2 separate regions of the Pan troglodytes genome follow, and region 1 is linked to region 2. Evidence: chromatin contacts called from public capture Hi-C data. All regions are on one chromosome and are shown on one strand. Each heading gives the region's core, a stretch centred on a gene start, on an enhancer-like site or on the middle of the called end of the contact. The rest is flanking DNA. Distances are from core to core; before and after follow the strand shown.

Evidence for each region. Capture Hi-C pulls out chosen DNA fragments and counts their contacts.
Region 1: a contact with region 2 is called in a capture Hi-C map of stem cell-derived neural stem cells, with 7 times the contacts expected there. The contact joins two enhancer-like sites. A contact is called at or near these places in 6 of 7 Hi-C or Micro-C datasets (blood, induced pluripotent stem cells, a lymphoblastoid cell line and 2 more) and 1 of 1 other capture datasets (stem cell-derived neural stem cells).

What each region holds. Positions count from the first base shown.
Region 1 is chr4:58,362,041-58,369,435 of NHGRI_mPanTro3-v2.0_pri, reverse strand. It overlaps the pseudogene LOC100608916. Among named protein-coding and RNA genes, the nearest start is that of ANKRD55, 49 kb to the left of the region's middle. Within about 2 kb of position 2,660, at least 1 of the 24 cell types and tissues checked has an H3K27ac peak or open chromatin away from gene starts, as enhancers often do. A contact at or near this core is called in stem cell-derived neural stem cells, where this site is marked.
Region 2 is chr4:57,800,412-57,808,318 of NHGRI_mPanTro3-v2.0_pri, reverse strand. The region is part of intron 1 of MAP3K1 (mitogen-activated protein kinase kinase kinase 1); the gene reads left to right. Among named protein-coding and RNA genes, the nearest start is that of MAP3K1, 19 kb to the left of the region's middle. Within about 2 kb of position 5,493, at least 1 of the 24 cell types and tissues checked has an H3K27ac peak or open chromatin away from gene starts, as enhancers often do. A contact at or near this core is called in stem cell-derived neural stem cells, where this site is marked.

The DNA of each region.
Region 1 (7,395 bases), core at 1,411-3,910, 560 kb before region 2:
ATGTGAACACCCAAAATCAAGGACTATAGCCTGTTTCCTGAACCCTTATCTCTCTAGGGTACAGAACTTTTTTTAAGTCACTGGCAGTTTGGAGACAATGCTTAAGTGGGTGGGTGGTTCTGGTTGGTTTATAGGTACACACGGGCATCCGGGCTGGAGGTAGCTCACACAAGCTCATGAGAGCCAGTTGTGTAATCTCTTCCCTGCCCCTAGTTAAGTGATGTCATGTTGGTAGCTTGACGTTGGCCATGGTGGGAGTATTTATGCTACAAAAATAGCCATTTACTGCAAATCAGGACTACCCCTCTCCCCGCAGCACCCCAGAAAGCTGGTTGTTAAATACAATGAGTACACCAATGGCCCCAGGGCAGGTTTAAGAGTCAGAGAAGGTATAAATTGCTGGTCAGGCCTGGTGGCTCATGCCTATAATCCCAACAGTTTGGGAGAGTGAGGTGGGAGGATCACTTGAGCCCAGGAGTTTGAGACCAGTCTGGGCAACAGAGTGGGACCCCATCTCTACAAAAAATGAAAAAAATTGGCTGGGTGTGGTGGCACACACCGGCTACTAGGGAGGCTGAGGCAGGAAGATCACTTGAGCCCTTGAGGTTGCAGTGAGCCATGACTGTGCCACTGCACTCCAGCCTGAGTGACAGAGCAAGACCCTGTCTCAAAAAAAAAAAAAAAAAAAAATTACTTAGCCTCATGTATGTTCATGTTCAGGCCACAATGCATCTAGTGAAAAGAAAAAGGAGCAGTGTTTGATTAGCTGAGAGGATCTTCCAGTATGAACCGTTCCAGAAACTATAGTCAACAATCCTTTAAAGATGCCTTTCCTATTAAGGGCAAGCAAGAAATTAAATAAAATTTTTGTTTGTAATTTTTAACAGTTGAATTGCAGTACTAAGTGGCTCATGAAGCCATGCACCATCTTTTTCCTTTCAATTTTGAGCCTTAGGAAAAATGTGAGCTTTCTTAGAAAGCTTGTAACATCAGATTTATCGTTTTTATGAAGCAAAAATCCAGAATAAAAACAGTGGCCACCAGGAACCATTGAACAATACATGTTTGCTCATGTCATGTTCATGTACAACTCATGGATTTAAAGGCATAAAGTTAGCTTTTCTCAGAGAAAACACTCTATCACATTCATGGATTAACTTTCACCCTGGCCAGTCTATCAAAGTTACTGGAAGACACACACATTCAAGGAGTTTGCTGTATTATAACATTTGCAACACTTTCTGCAAAGGAAATAGGTTTAAGTCATTAGATCACAATATATATTTTTATCATTAATGAAATGTTTTCAGATAGATTATCGGCCCCATGGGGTTTCTGGCCATGCAAGGAAGATGGCTAAATGGGGGTGCTAGCTCTCTGGGCTTGGGAGATGGAGTAAAAGCAGTGGGCAGGAGGGCTGAGGAAATAAGTCATTATAATGAGGCGGTGGGAGCCAGGTTTCACTGCAAGAAAAGAGTAATAAACATAGGAAAGGAGAAAGCTAGAATGAACGCTGTGGTCTATGGGATTAGGATGAGAAGTTTAGGTGTAAATTTAGAGTTTGCACTATGTGGGATTGGATAAAGAAACAAAACGTTGATATACATTTCTGTGAGTCTGTGCATACACTTTATATCTTCATGTGTGCGTATGTATACACATTCACACATGTACACAAATACATACATTTCCTAGCTTTGTACTAGAGAAATCTTGGGAGTAGTGAAATCCAATAACAAAGATCCTACCTAGAATTTAGTTTCTAAATATTATACTATTTTTCCATGAATATGGACCAGAATTCCTTGGAGAAATGGCAGATCTCACAGGTGGACCAGGAAAAATATGCCAAGTTTAAAATATCTTGTTGTGCCAGAAGGTAAGAAAGTAATCAAATAATGATGGCAACATAGAGGACATGGGACAGCCGGAAGGGGTGCCAGCTGGCCCAATCTGGGATGATTTGTGTGTCCAAGTAACCACAGTATTAGATTATATCCCATTGATTAAAATAGATATCCATGAGTCTATCCTGATATAACAAGCAAATGAACACATAAATGGAAAGAGAATGCTCTTTCCTAAAGTAGAATGCCAGCTAATGAATGCTGAAAAAATTAAGGACTTAGAGCAATTTGAGAACCATAGTAATTATTTTAGGCAAAATGCATCAATAGATTTGAAAGCTGGAAGGTGAAAGTTGAGTAAAGAATGGGATGTTTACACAGTCTAGGGGTATCTCTCCAGGAAACACTTGTTGACTGCAAAGTAAAAAAAGGTAATTGGTGGTAACTGGGAGATACAGGGTTTCTTTTTGGAGTGATGAAGACATAGTAGAATTAGATCATGGTAATGGTTGCACAACATTATGAATTTACTAATAATCACTGAATTGTACACTTTCAAACAGTGAATTTTATGTTACATGAACTTATCTTTAAAAAAATAAAATTAATTTGACAAATCAGTTACATACTCTAGGCCTGGGGAAACAACAGTCAAGAGGTAGAGTTAGCAGAACCAAGTGGCTCAGAGGCAGACCCATTGACTGAGCTCAACCCCCTGGAGATGGGCATTGCCTGGCTGTTGCTAGTGCCTGCCAGGGGGAATGGGAGGCTGGTTCTGGGGCTACTGAAAGCTGGAGCCAACTATGCTGCTGGAGCAATACTGCTGCTGGAGAGACACTCCCAGAAAGTGCAAAGACCAGGAAGGAGGGTCCCTTTCCTTCCTCCCAACCTCCAGTCACACTCTAAGGCTTCTGCCGGCAGCATCTAAGGGGAAATGAACCAGACGGCTTACCATAACTAAGAGCAGAGTATAGAAAGGTGGGCTTGGATCCAAGAGACAATAGATAAATAACCAACACGCAGAGAACAATGGAGAATTAACAGCTCATACAATGAGGGGAGAGGATTCTTTTCTCATATAATTATTTTCTTTTCTAAAAGAGTGATTCGTTAGATCTTAAACTAAATGTTGCTTAATTTTAGAAGAACTTCAGGAATATTTTTATAAATCAGAAAAAAATCTTATTCCTTTATATATGCTAATTCTACATCTGAAAACATTTTTCGGTTCTTACATTGCTCCCACCTCCTTGACCCTTAGGTATAATGGAGAGAATTCTGCATCCTAATATGCATATGCATTCCCACCTGGGTGCCTTTGCTCTGGGTGCCTTCCCACCCAGAGGCCCTTCTTTCCTCTTCTCTGCCTGAGTTCTATTCTTCTTCCATCAATGAAGCCTTTTCTATGCACATCAGTTAACAGTGACATTTTCTTTCCTGCTTCTGAGTCCTCATGGGACGAATTTCCAGGTTATGCTTGGACACACATTGTCTTGAGTAACCAGCTAAGTTTTCATAGATGTGTGCTCATGTCTATTTATTACATGGATGGTTCCTGACATGCCCAGACAGTGTGAAGCCTCAATGAATATCCGTTCATGACTGAGCCTCTATGGACATTTGAGAACAGCTTTAAAGTGAATAACTGTATAATAATTTTATGGAAAATATTCAAATTTTCCAGGAAAAGGGATGATCGGATGACAAGAACACCTCTGTTTCTGTCCCCATTATTTCTACTAGTCACCCACTTTTGCATGAGCCAGAGTTGATACTCTTATTAAATGCTTGGTGTTTGGAAAAGTTTGTGAGGCCAACATTTGCCTTAGGTACTGGTCAGACAAAGCTGAACCTGATGAGAGAGAAGGGGTCATCAGATTGCACATACTTAAAAAGTAAAGAAACTCTAGGTAGTCTTGCCTCCCACCCAGGCTTAAAGAGTTGGCATCAAGGTGCTCAAATGGACCCAACACAGAGACTGGCGATGCTTTCAGGTTTGGTTCTGTTTGCTGCTCTTGTAAACTCATTTTGTGTCCAAGTGGCTTGCTCTGTCAGATGAAACCTTGGAAAGGTAAAAAATACTTCTCAAGTCAAATTTTCATCTTCCTTTGAAATCTCTGAACCCATTAACTCGGGACATTAACCAGCACTTTCATGTTACCCACCTGAGACCACCTCTTGTTCAGCATCAACCATCTTTTTTTTTTTTTTTGTGAAAGAGCATGCTTTATTTGGAAGCAGAGTGCTGCACAGTGACCGACAGATGAAGGCCACACATTGGGCACTTACACATCGTACTCCAAAATACACACAGGATGCTTTGCTAATAAAAATCAATGGGAACAGGGATTCCTCTGGGCAACTCCCCCAACCTCATCCCTTTCAGGGGTTGGGAAATCTCCCAACCATCTTCCTGTTGGCAGCGGTGTTTCACTAGAGATAAAGCCCCTCAGGGATGCCTTCGTGTTTCTTATAAAGAACACTTTCTTTAGATTTTTTGAAGTCTTCATTTGTTGCTTTCATTCTATGTTCTCTTAAGGCCATCAGACCAGCTTCTGTACAGATTGCCTTGATGTCAGCACCAGAGAAGTCATCTTTAGCCATGATCAAGTCATCCAGGGTTACATCATTGGCCAGTGTCATCCTGCTTGTGTGAATCTGAAAGATGTGCTTCTTAGTCTTTTCATCAGGCAGGTGGAACACGATCTTCTTGTCAATGCGGCCTGGTCTGATAAGTACTGGATCCAAAGTTTCTATTTGTTTTGTGGCCATGATAACTTTCACATCTTCCCTAGAATCAAATCCACCCAATTGGTTCAACAGTTCCAATTCCAACATTGTTTGCTGAATTTCTCTCTCACCACCAGAATTGGAGTCATATCTTTTTGTCCCAATGGCTTCAATTTCATCAATAAACATGATGGATGGTGCATGTTCTTCAGCAACTTGAAACAATTGCCGTACGAGTTTGGGCCCATCACCTAGGTACTTCCGAATAAGTTCAGAGCCAACCACTCTCAAGAAAGTGGCTGAGGTTTGGTTTGCTACTGCTTTGGCTAACAAGATTTTTACCTGTGCCAGGTGGACCACAGAGAATGACCCCTTTAGGAGGCTTTGTACCCATCTCTTCATAATATTCAGGATGGGGGAGAGGAAGCTCCATAGATTCCTTAATTTCCTGAATTTGGTTGTCCAACCCCCCAGTATTGGCATAGGTCTCCTGGGGGGCCTTCTCCACCTTCATCATTGTGACCAGGGGACCCGCGTCATCCATCAGCACCCTTATCACCGCATGTACCTTGTGTCTGAGCAGAACCGAGCAGCCAGGTTCCAGCAGATCCTTGTCTACAAATGAAAGAATGCTGTCATAGTGTTCTGAGCCCACAGATGTAGACACAATGGCATGATTGTCATTGATGATCTCTTCCAAGTTTCCTACTGACATTGGGGTCCCCCTCAGATCATCCACTTTTGATCTTCCCTCCTCTTGCTTTTCTTCTAATAGTTTTATTTGATCCTGATTTCTAATGAATTCTTCCGCCATGAGAAGATAGTCTTTAATTCTCTCTAACTTCAGTAATTTTAACCGACACTGAGTGTGAAGGGTCACCAGTGGCAGTTTACTGGCAACATCTTGTCCCTTTGTTTTTTTCTTCTTTTTCCGCCACTCTAGTTGGTACAGGAGGTTACTACTTATTTTTCTTGTCCTTGTCATCCTTCTTGCCATGTCTAGGACCATGACCATCACCCTGACTTTGACCCACCTTGTCTTGGCCACTTGAGCTGCCACTGCTGGAAGTTCCTCCACCTCAACTATCATTTCTAAGTTCTTAATTTTTGATGCGTATTTTCTCTTGGGGATACTCACACTGGAAGGCTACCAACTTATATGTTTTCAAGAGAATAAACAGGTACTACATAAATGAATGAAGTGGGCTTGGTGTAAGACACTGGGGAGGGTAAAATATACAGAATGTCAGCTCTTGATGGGTGTTAAGGAGAAAAGTAAAGCAGGGAAAGGTGTTGGGATATGTACCTGTGGGACAGAGTAGGTGTGATGGTCAGGTTCCTGTGTCAGCTTGGCTAGGCTATAGTACCCAATGCTTAATCAAATACTAACCTAGGTGCTGCTGTGAAGGTATTTGGGGATGTGATGAACATTCACAAATAGTAGACTATAAGTAAAGCAGATTATCTTTCATAATGTGGTTGGGCCTCACCTCATCCCTTGAAGGCCTTAAGAGCAAAAATTGAGGTTTCCCAGAGAAGAAGAAATTCTGCCCTAAGACTAAAGCATCAACTCCCACCTATTCCAGCTGCTGGCCTTCCCTGCAGACTTCAGACTTGCCAGGCTCCACAATCCCATGAGCCAATTCCTTGAAACAGATCTGAGTGTGTATGCATGTACATATTCACATATATGTACACACACACACACATACACACATTCACATCCTATTGGTGCTGTTTCTCTGGGAAATCCTGACTGATCCAGGCTCAATTTTGGATTCAGAAGCTTTTGGACATTCAGTTTGCTAATTTCAAGTCTTTGCTCAACTGTCACATTCTCAGAGATGCCAGTCCAATCATTCTATTGAATATGAAAAATTAATCATCTTCCCAATCTGTATTCCTGATCCCCTGACCCCACTCTATTTCTTCCCACAGCAATGTAATTTTTCACATAACTGTGTTACTATTTGTTGTGTTTATTTTCTATCACTCTTAGTATATAAGCTTCATGATAGCAGGTGTCATAGGATGACTTCCCTGGGAACAAAACTCTGAGCTGGAGATTTGCGTGCAAGGAGGGTTATGGCGGCGGGTGCTCTCAGGCACAGCAGCCACAGGGTGTGAAGGAAGCAAGACTGGGCACAGAGAGGACTTGAACTGTGATTCAGTTGCAACAGAGGTCTCCACTGATTCCCAGGGGAGCCCTGAGGCTGGGGAAGTGCTTCAGGGATGTCCTGAATTGAGACAAAGGGGGCGGGCCCCAAATCAGCCAGTCATTGGATGCAGAGTGTCCCCAGGAAGGGGACACAGCTCCCTTTGGCCAAGGGCAATTCATAGGGAGGACTCAATGTGGGTCATCAGCCAGTAACAATCCTGGCAGCTGGGGAATGAGCAGAGTGACCCTGAACAAGGATCTGGGCAGTGCACCTGGCAGGCAGCAGCCATCTTTATTTCTCTATTGCTGCATCCTCAGTTCCCAGGACAGGGCCAGGATTGTTGAATGGATGGGTGGGTGGATGAATGAATGAATGAATGAATGGTTTTCAGAAAGGTCGGCATGTACAAACAGGATATGGCCACTGCTCTCAGTTGATGGGCAGAATGACAAGAGGATAAAAATAGAAAATAGGCTAATATGATCACAAAAACCATTAAGGCAGTAAAAAACAAAGAATGATAAATGAGAGAATAGAGGCTTAGGGCTATTCGAGGGAAGGGCAGTAAATACATTTATATGACAGGGCTTAGGGCTATTCGACGGAGGAGCACTAAATACATTTATATGACAGAGTTTCCATGTCTTACACACAGATCC
Region 2 (7,907 bases), core at 4,244-6,743:
ACAATGCAAACTGAAATCATCCTGCAGTTTTTTAAGTGGATAGTAGGACATTCCCTCCATTGCAAGATGATTTGCTAGGAGAGTTTTAAATAGTGCTGAAGACACACGAGAACAAAGCCTTCCCTTTTTGAGCTCAGGTCCAAAAAAGCAGTTTTGGCATTAAAGAGAAAAGGTTTATGCTCAAGAACTTCTTTCTTTTTCTTCTCCCTCTTACTTCTTGGACTAAGTGTTGGTGATAAGATACAAAACCGTTGGTGTCTGAAGTACCTCTGAATCCAGCAGCCTTCTAAAGAAATGTTATCAGAATTATATTGTGTAATATAATGCTTTCTTCTTGTTGAGGATGCCCCCAGAATACCGATAGATGTCACAGATTTTGCAGATTATAATTGTGAATTTAAAATTTAAAATGTCATAGATTTTAATTACTAAAAACAAATTAGTAGACATTTCTTATCTGAGTAGAAGATACTGTTGGCCATAACCTAATCCAAAATGAATTTTTTTTCCCCCAAGTTCCGTCTCTGTTTCTTGTTTTACTTTCCCTCTCTCTTTCTTAAACACATACATATACTACCTACCCCACCCCCATGCATATACAAGTCTTTCTAAATTACTGCCTTTTCACTCCACATGACCAAGTTGTTTTGGGACTTGGTGTTCCAGGTTCAGTAAGCCTCTTACACTGGGTTCTGTGCTATAGAAAAGTTGCTATAGTGCTGGTACACACACATTTTCCTGTAAATTTCTCAGTTCTTTATTTAAAAATAAATATTTTATAAATCATTTATTGAGCATTGATAGGGTTTGTGTGTGTAATCAGATGCTGTCCTTCTGCTTTATACTTTGGATTACCTGTACTGTACTTTTTACACCTAGTCTGACTTCCTGTCCTTATACTATTGGGTTACTTCTGCCCCAGCTGTATCATTTTGTGTGTATTTAGAGCACATGAGCTAAATCTTATATGGGTTAAAGAGTTTAAAAATCTGTCACAAAATTTTGCCCAAAGACACAGAAAATTTTATGTTGTCATTTACTGTTTTTTTTTAAATACCTAGTCTAGGATTGATTTTTTTTTGTAATGCACTATGAGAGATTGCCTACATTAAAAGCATTGGTAACAGCACGTAAATGTTTTGTAAGAAGTTTCTGCGTAAGGAATATAATATATTTAAAATGTTAATTCATTCTTTCCCATATGCTTAAGTAGTCATGTGTGTCAGATCTTTTCAAGTACAGTGTTCTTGCATTAAAATAGCCTAGAAATTTTATTTCTGCATTCCAGTTCTGTCTTCTATAACTTTTTTTTAACCCGTGAAAATGGGATAAAATGTTGGGTTTTTTTTTTTTTTTTAGGATCATGTGTGTGAATTTGAGGTTCAGAGACTGCAGTCACTGCAGAGACCTGAAAGCCATTACTGTCTGTCCTCTGTGATTATATGTGTCCCCTGTGATTCCCACCTGCAGGATTAGGAATGGGAGGGAGAGCAGGGAGTAGAAAAGGGAAGGTGGCAGAATCCATCGCAAACCAGTGAACTCCAAAACCTAATCAGGCTTCTTTCTAGGCAGATTCTATGAGAGACGAAGACAGACCACAAAAAACCTAGCCCTAATTTTTTTTTAACCCATGATTTCTAATGTTTATCTATTTGTTCATTTTGTAATTCGAGTTTAATCAGACCAACTATCAGGCAGGCATTTAGTTTGCACTTTCAAAAATTGAAACTTACACATTTATTAAATGATATCCAGAATCATTTCCTTTTTCTTTTAGAACATTAAACATTAATCCTTTTGAGTATTGTCATGTATTTCAAGGTACTTATGATTGCTTATGTAGGACTAATGCAAAAATTAAATGAATTCCATGAGAATTCTTTTTTGACCTCACAAGAGTTAAGGAGACCTACTTTATGTGAAAGTGAGATTTTTATAGATAATACTTTGAAAACCTAAATTACTCTGATACTAAACAGTTTACTGTGTCTGTTAAAGTAAAAAACCTAATTGAATTGCAGTTGAAATTCAAGAGTCTAGACATTCCTTGTGGGCATATTTGATTTCCTCTTTCCCCTTTTAGCTGTTGGAGAGGGAATTGCCAGGTGTCTTTAGTGGAAAGATATTTAACCTGCTGTCTGACTGCTTATTGTGGTAGATGAAGTGTTAGCACTGGCTCAGGCTTGTGAGACCGTTCCCCATTACTGTCCTAACACTTTGGCAGGATTTTGAGTAAAGTTACTTTATTTAACCTCTTTTGAGTTTGACCTCATCTATGAATTAGAAATAATGATACCCTTCATACTTACAGAATTTGGGAAGAGCAAATGAGATGATGAACATAAAAACCTACCCTTTCAGAAGGGTAAAAATAAAATACTAGGATTTATGGTCATGGCATTTTAGAATTCGGAAGGACAACCTCCTGACTCTAAGCAGTAAAAGTGGCAAGCAAAGGGGGTTCAGCCATTGTTGAGAGATTTCCTACTTCAGTACAGTTGGGTCTGGGATCCAGCCTCAATCATCCTAGTTCACTGTCACTCTCCTACTGTACTTATCTGAAATGGCAATAATAGTTAACTTCCTCTGTGCTTGGTACACTGGATGCCTTATATAAATTGTCTCATTTAAGTCTTACATCATTCTCGTGAATTTTGATTCCCATTTTACATATGAGAAATCAGAGACTGTGAGAGGTGAGGTATCCTGGCAAGGTGGTAGCACAGCTAGTGGGTGGCAAAGCCTGAAACTGAACCTTAGCAGTTTGACTTCAAGCCTGCGTTCTTAACCTTTATGATTATCTCTGCATTTTTTTTTTAAATCAAGAGGTAAGTTTGTTTAATCAGAGCACAAATTTTATTATCTTGGAAAAATTATTCATTTCTTTGTCTTAGCTTTTATTCATTCTTCACATAGTGTATTATGAAGTCAAAATCATATGTAGTGATGACTTTTTAAATTAAATTATCTATTTAGGTCTTCCAAAAATACAGAAAACATTAGTGAAGCATTTTAAGTTTTTGTTTTGTTTTGTTTTTGTTTTGAGACGGAGTCTCGCTCTGTCACCAGGCTGGAGTGCAGTGGGGCTATCTCAGCTCACTGAAACCTCCACCTCCTGGGTTCAAGTGATTCTCCTGCCTCAGCCTTCCTAGTAGCTGGGATTACAGGCATGCACCACCGCACCCAGATAATTTTTGTGTTTTTAGTAGAGATGGGGTTTCACCATGTTGGCTAGGATGGTCTTGATCTCCTGACCTTGTTATCCGCCTGCCTCAGCCTCCCAAAGTGCTGGGATTACAGGCGTGAGCCACCGTGCTCTGCCATCATTTTTTTGTTTTTATATGAAGTTCTTCTAAAATAAAGCAAGTTATAAACACAAATACATTTAAATTTCAGTGTTTTTACAATGCCAGGGAAGAGACGTGGCTTCAGGGAAAAATATGGTTGAACTTTGTTAATACATACATTTTTTTTGCCAGCAAAATTGGAGATATGCTTGGTGTGCACATACATTAAAAGCAGTAATTGTTAACACTTTTGGAGTACTTCACAGAGTGCCTGCCCAGACTGTCTGACATGCTTCACATTTGGTGCCTACGCAGCCTTGCACAGTAGTAAGGGGAGAGTGAACGCTCATGACCTCCTGCTGTCTATGCACACACTCCCTCCCCCACAGTGCCTCAACTCACACCTGAGTATCTCTGTGCATGCTCCCAGGGAGCTTCCTGCAGTAGCTTAGGCATTCTGAAATGTGTGTCTTTACAACAAGACACACTTGTTAAAGCTCTTTACAAATGAGCCTTGGCGGGGGCGGGGAAAGCTGGTTTTCATTTCCAGTTATTTTAAATTTAGGCTTATTTCACACTTCAGCATTCTTTTAATTAATGTGTTTTAATTAAAAGAATTAATTATTCTTGGTTGGTAATGCCCTTTAATTTGAGTAAAGATGATATCTAAGGCCAGCATCTAGTATTAAGTTATGCCTAGATGGACTTCTGTTCATTTATTCTGTTACTGGTGGTTGTTCTTTACTAGTGAAATAAGTTAACGAATGCCTGCCTGTCACATGTGGGGCCTTTATTTTGTGTTCAGCAGGCACCTTCTTTGATAATTATAAAAGAGCTTAGTGACTGAGAGAATTCAGTAATCTTCCTGACCCCTATGCCTTCCCAACAAAGGAGATTATCTTTTAGTTTATAGAAAGGTCACTCAGGTAAAACTGAAATCTCCTTCAAGGCAAGATAAATATCTTTATCCTTAACTGTGTCTCTGACATGCCATTATTTTTTCTTCAATAATAGTAGTTTGCTGGCCCATAAGTCTTTTATGTGAACTGCTTATGGTTGGAAACTTAAACACTGTCACTTCAGCTCAGCACTTGTTTATTGACATACTTTCCTATGTGTATGTACTGTGCTAGGAACTGAGTGAGCCCTAGGTAAATGCTGGAGCCAGGGGAGATAAAAAGAGAGTTTAATTCTTGTGTTCTCTAGCTAGTTATTGATTACTTGTAGCTAATTTCATAAGAAACTCTTGGAGGAAACTGAAGAGTAGTTGTAGGTTCTACCTGGATGTGACAGGATTCTATGTGTATGCCTGGATATGAGGACAGCTTGTTGAATACTGCCTGTTAATTTGCTTTTGGGTGGATCACGAGGTCAGGAGTTCGAGACTAGCCTGGCCAACATGGTAAAACCCCGTCTGTACTGTACAAAAAATTAGCTGGGCATGGTGGCAGGTGCCTGTAATCCCAGCTACTCGGGAAGCTGAGGCAGGATAATCACTTGAACCCGAGAGGCGGAGGTTGCAGTGAGCTGAGATGATGCCACTGCACTCCAGCCTGGGCAACAGAGCAAGACTCCATCTCAAAACAAAGAAAGAAAAAAGATGAGAGAAATATTGTTGTGCTTTAAGAAAGCCTTTTAAATTAAAATGTGAGTTGACACCCCAGCCAGAATAAGGGTGATGGTGTCAGGTTCCTGAAAATGATTTTATTGTGTATATTTTACTTATATACAGCTTTTAAGAGAATAACTTGTATAAAATAAGATACTTAATTTTAGATATTATTATAATAAGTCATAACAAGTAATAAGATATAAAATTAAGTATCTTATTTTATACAAGTTAATTACTTATTAGTGGTAATTCCACCTGCAGGCTTGAAGTTTCATGGCCTCCAGTGTTTCTCTCCAATGGAACCTTTGCTCCGTTGAACCTTGGATGGCTTAGAATCTGGCACAGATGCTAAGGGTTGAGAAGTGAATGATAGTTCTGTTGGCAATCTTAATTCCTTGATGGGCAGGCCCAGGATCACATCCATACCTTAGAAAGGGTAGCAGGGAAATACTAGCTCAGCTTCCTCCCTGAAGAATGCCAGTATTTCCTGGAAAAGAGCTGAAGAGGATCCTACGGAGGAGCCTGAGACCACTGCAGGTTAGGAGACAGGAAGGCAGGGAAGAGGAGACAGGAAGGCAGGGGAGAGGAGACAAGGAGGCAGGGAAGAGTTGACAGGAAGGCAGGGAAGAGGAGACAGGAAGGCAGGGAAGAGGAGACAGGAAGGTAGGAAGAGGACTTTTTCCAAGGAGCCAGTGGTCCGCAGTAGGGATGCTGCTGGTTGAGGGCTACTGAGGACGTGGGTTAATGGAGTGATGGGAGTGGGACGTACTTTACTGAGGGATGAAGGGGAGGTGCGGAATCATAGGCTACTCTGGAGAAACCTGGAGAAGGAGGGAGATGGGAGAGAAATAGAAGCTAGAATGTTTGCAAAGATGAAGCATTTTGGGGTTTGGTGGTTTTTTGTTTTAAGATAAAAAGGGGGGGAATTTTACAAGCTGAAGAGATGGCACAGAGAGGAAAAAGTTTTATTTGTGGTTAAAGTAGTGAGCATGCTTTTCTGAAATGTCATTTCTCAAGGAGATGGCGGCTTGGAGGGGGTCAATTGATGGTTAATAGGAAGCCAGTCTAATGAAAAGCTAGCTATACCTTTGAAATAGGAAATTTGTAGTTAGAAATGTTTGTGTTCTCTTTGTTTAAATTGTAGCTTGTGGTATAACAAAACATTCACTCAACAAATTTTGTAAAGAATTGGCTGTATGCAGATACTAGGAAGATGGCAGTAATGAAACAGACACAAATCCCTGCTCTCAGAGAGATAATGTTCTAACAAAAACGTGTTTGTAAGTGTGCTCAGAACCCATTTCATGATTTCTGCTTGGTTTGTGGACTCGACTGAGGTTGATGTGAGCAGTTCCTGTAAAGGACCATCCCTATCCCAGGTTGTTCAGAGAATTGTTTTCTGTCCGAGCCCTCTGAGTGGCTCTTGTGTTTGTCTACCCTCTTCCTAATTGTCGCTTTTAAATACCTCATAGAAATACTCTCTCTCCATATTTCAACTTGGTCAGCATGTGTACCTGACTAGCAGCCAGTCAAATTTTGGTGCTGATGACATGGGTGTGGCAGTGCACGTGGGAAGGTAATTCAGGAATTACCTTTTTTTTGGTAATAATGTCAGAGTGTTAAAGTGATTAGTTTTTAGAGAATTAATTTCGGACCTATTTAGAAATACCCATGTAGATATTACTTATTCTCTTGCATACTGATAGGCTTTCTTGGATGGGGAAAGTGGTAGAGATGTGATTAACGCTTTGGGCATTTGTGCGGTTTATCTTGTCTCTGCTTCGGGTCGGGGGTGACTTGTTACTGTTTACATGAGGCTAGTTGTGTGGCACTCCCTAAACAGTTTATTGAAGTTTTGTCTTGTGTATGTGACTGTCATATTATGATGGCAGAGTTGTTGAGAACAGCTGCTTCAGCCTATTGTCAAACATTTTGGCCCCATCCATCCAGCATACTTCTTTTAGGGGACTGAAGGAAAAGGACCCAGGAGTGTCCGTGCAGACTGTCATCCTAGTAATGCTTACTTGGAACAGTGAACACAATCGATTCAAGTCTCAAGTCTTTTGATTTACCTTAATCCATTTGAATTTTGTATTTTAGCCACCTTTGTATCTTTGACATAAAACCATCACAGGGTATTCCTCCCAGAAATCTTGGAATAAAATTGACACTCTAGAAAATAGATGCTCCATTTTTTATGCTTATGCTGTGGTTTCAAATGTATCCTGCCAGCAGTATCCCCCCACCTTAAGCTAGGAGAATCTAGGTGTGAGGAATTTGGATTCGGAATTCCAGCACTGCCCCCCAGACATGCCCATTCACTGACCCTCTGAGCTAGTTCCCTTTCTTCCTCTTGGGTTGCTTCCCTAATAGGATGCACTTCATGGCTTTTGCATCTCCCCTCCCAGCCACAAGATCTTTGAATCTCTGAGGGTTTTCTTCAAGGCATTTTACTCCTACTTACCACAGGAAAAATCAACAGCCATTAACAAAATTATAGACATGGGTAAGTTCCTAAGTTAGGTTTTCATTGAAATATGTATGAGTCTAGACTCACGGTTCTTAGCTTCTTTACTGACCATCTCTTAGTCTTTTCCTGGGGTTGAAAGCTGTCATTTTTCCCAAGAGTGGTGTGGGAGCTCTTCCCTCTTTCTGCAGTGCCCCAGGACTAACAGTGGATACTTGGCATACACAAAGGCCTCAGTGAAGCTTATTTACATCTTGGAGATCTTTCTGGCGTAGAAGTTCATATTGGAAAGGCATTGCTTCCTCACAGCTTCCTATGTACAAATACTGGGCATTTGGGAGTCTGGATGAAAGATGAGTAAGACAAAGGCTTTGTTCTCAAGTAAAAGTCCAAGGGGAAAAGATTAATCCATTATTTTATTCAGTACATATTTATTGACTACCACCCTTGTGCCAAGCTTTCTGCTGGGGCAGGAGACATAAGCTTGAGACCCATTTCTGTCCTCACGGATCTCAAAGTCAAGAGTGGGAAACAGATAAGA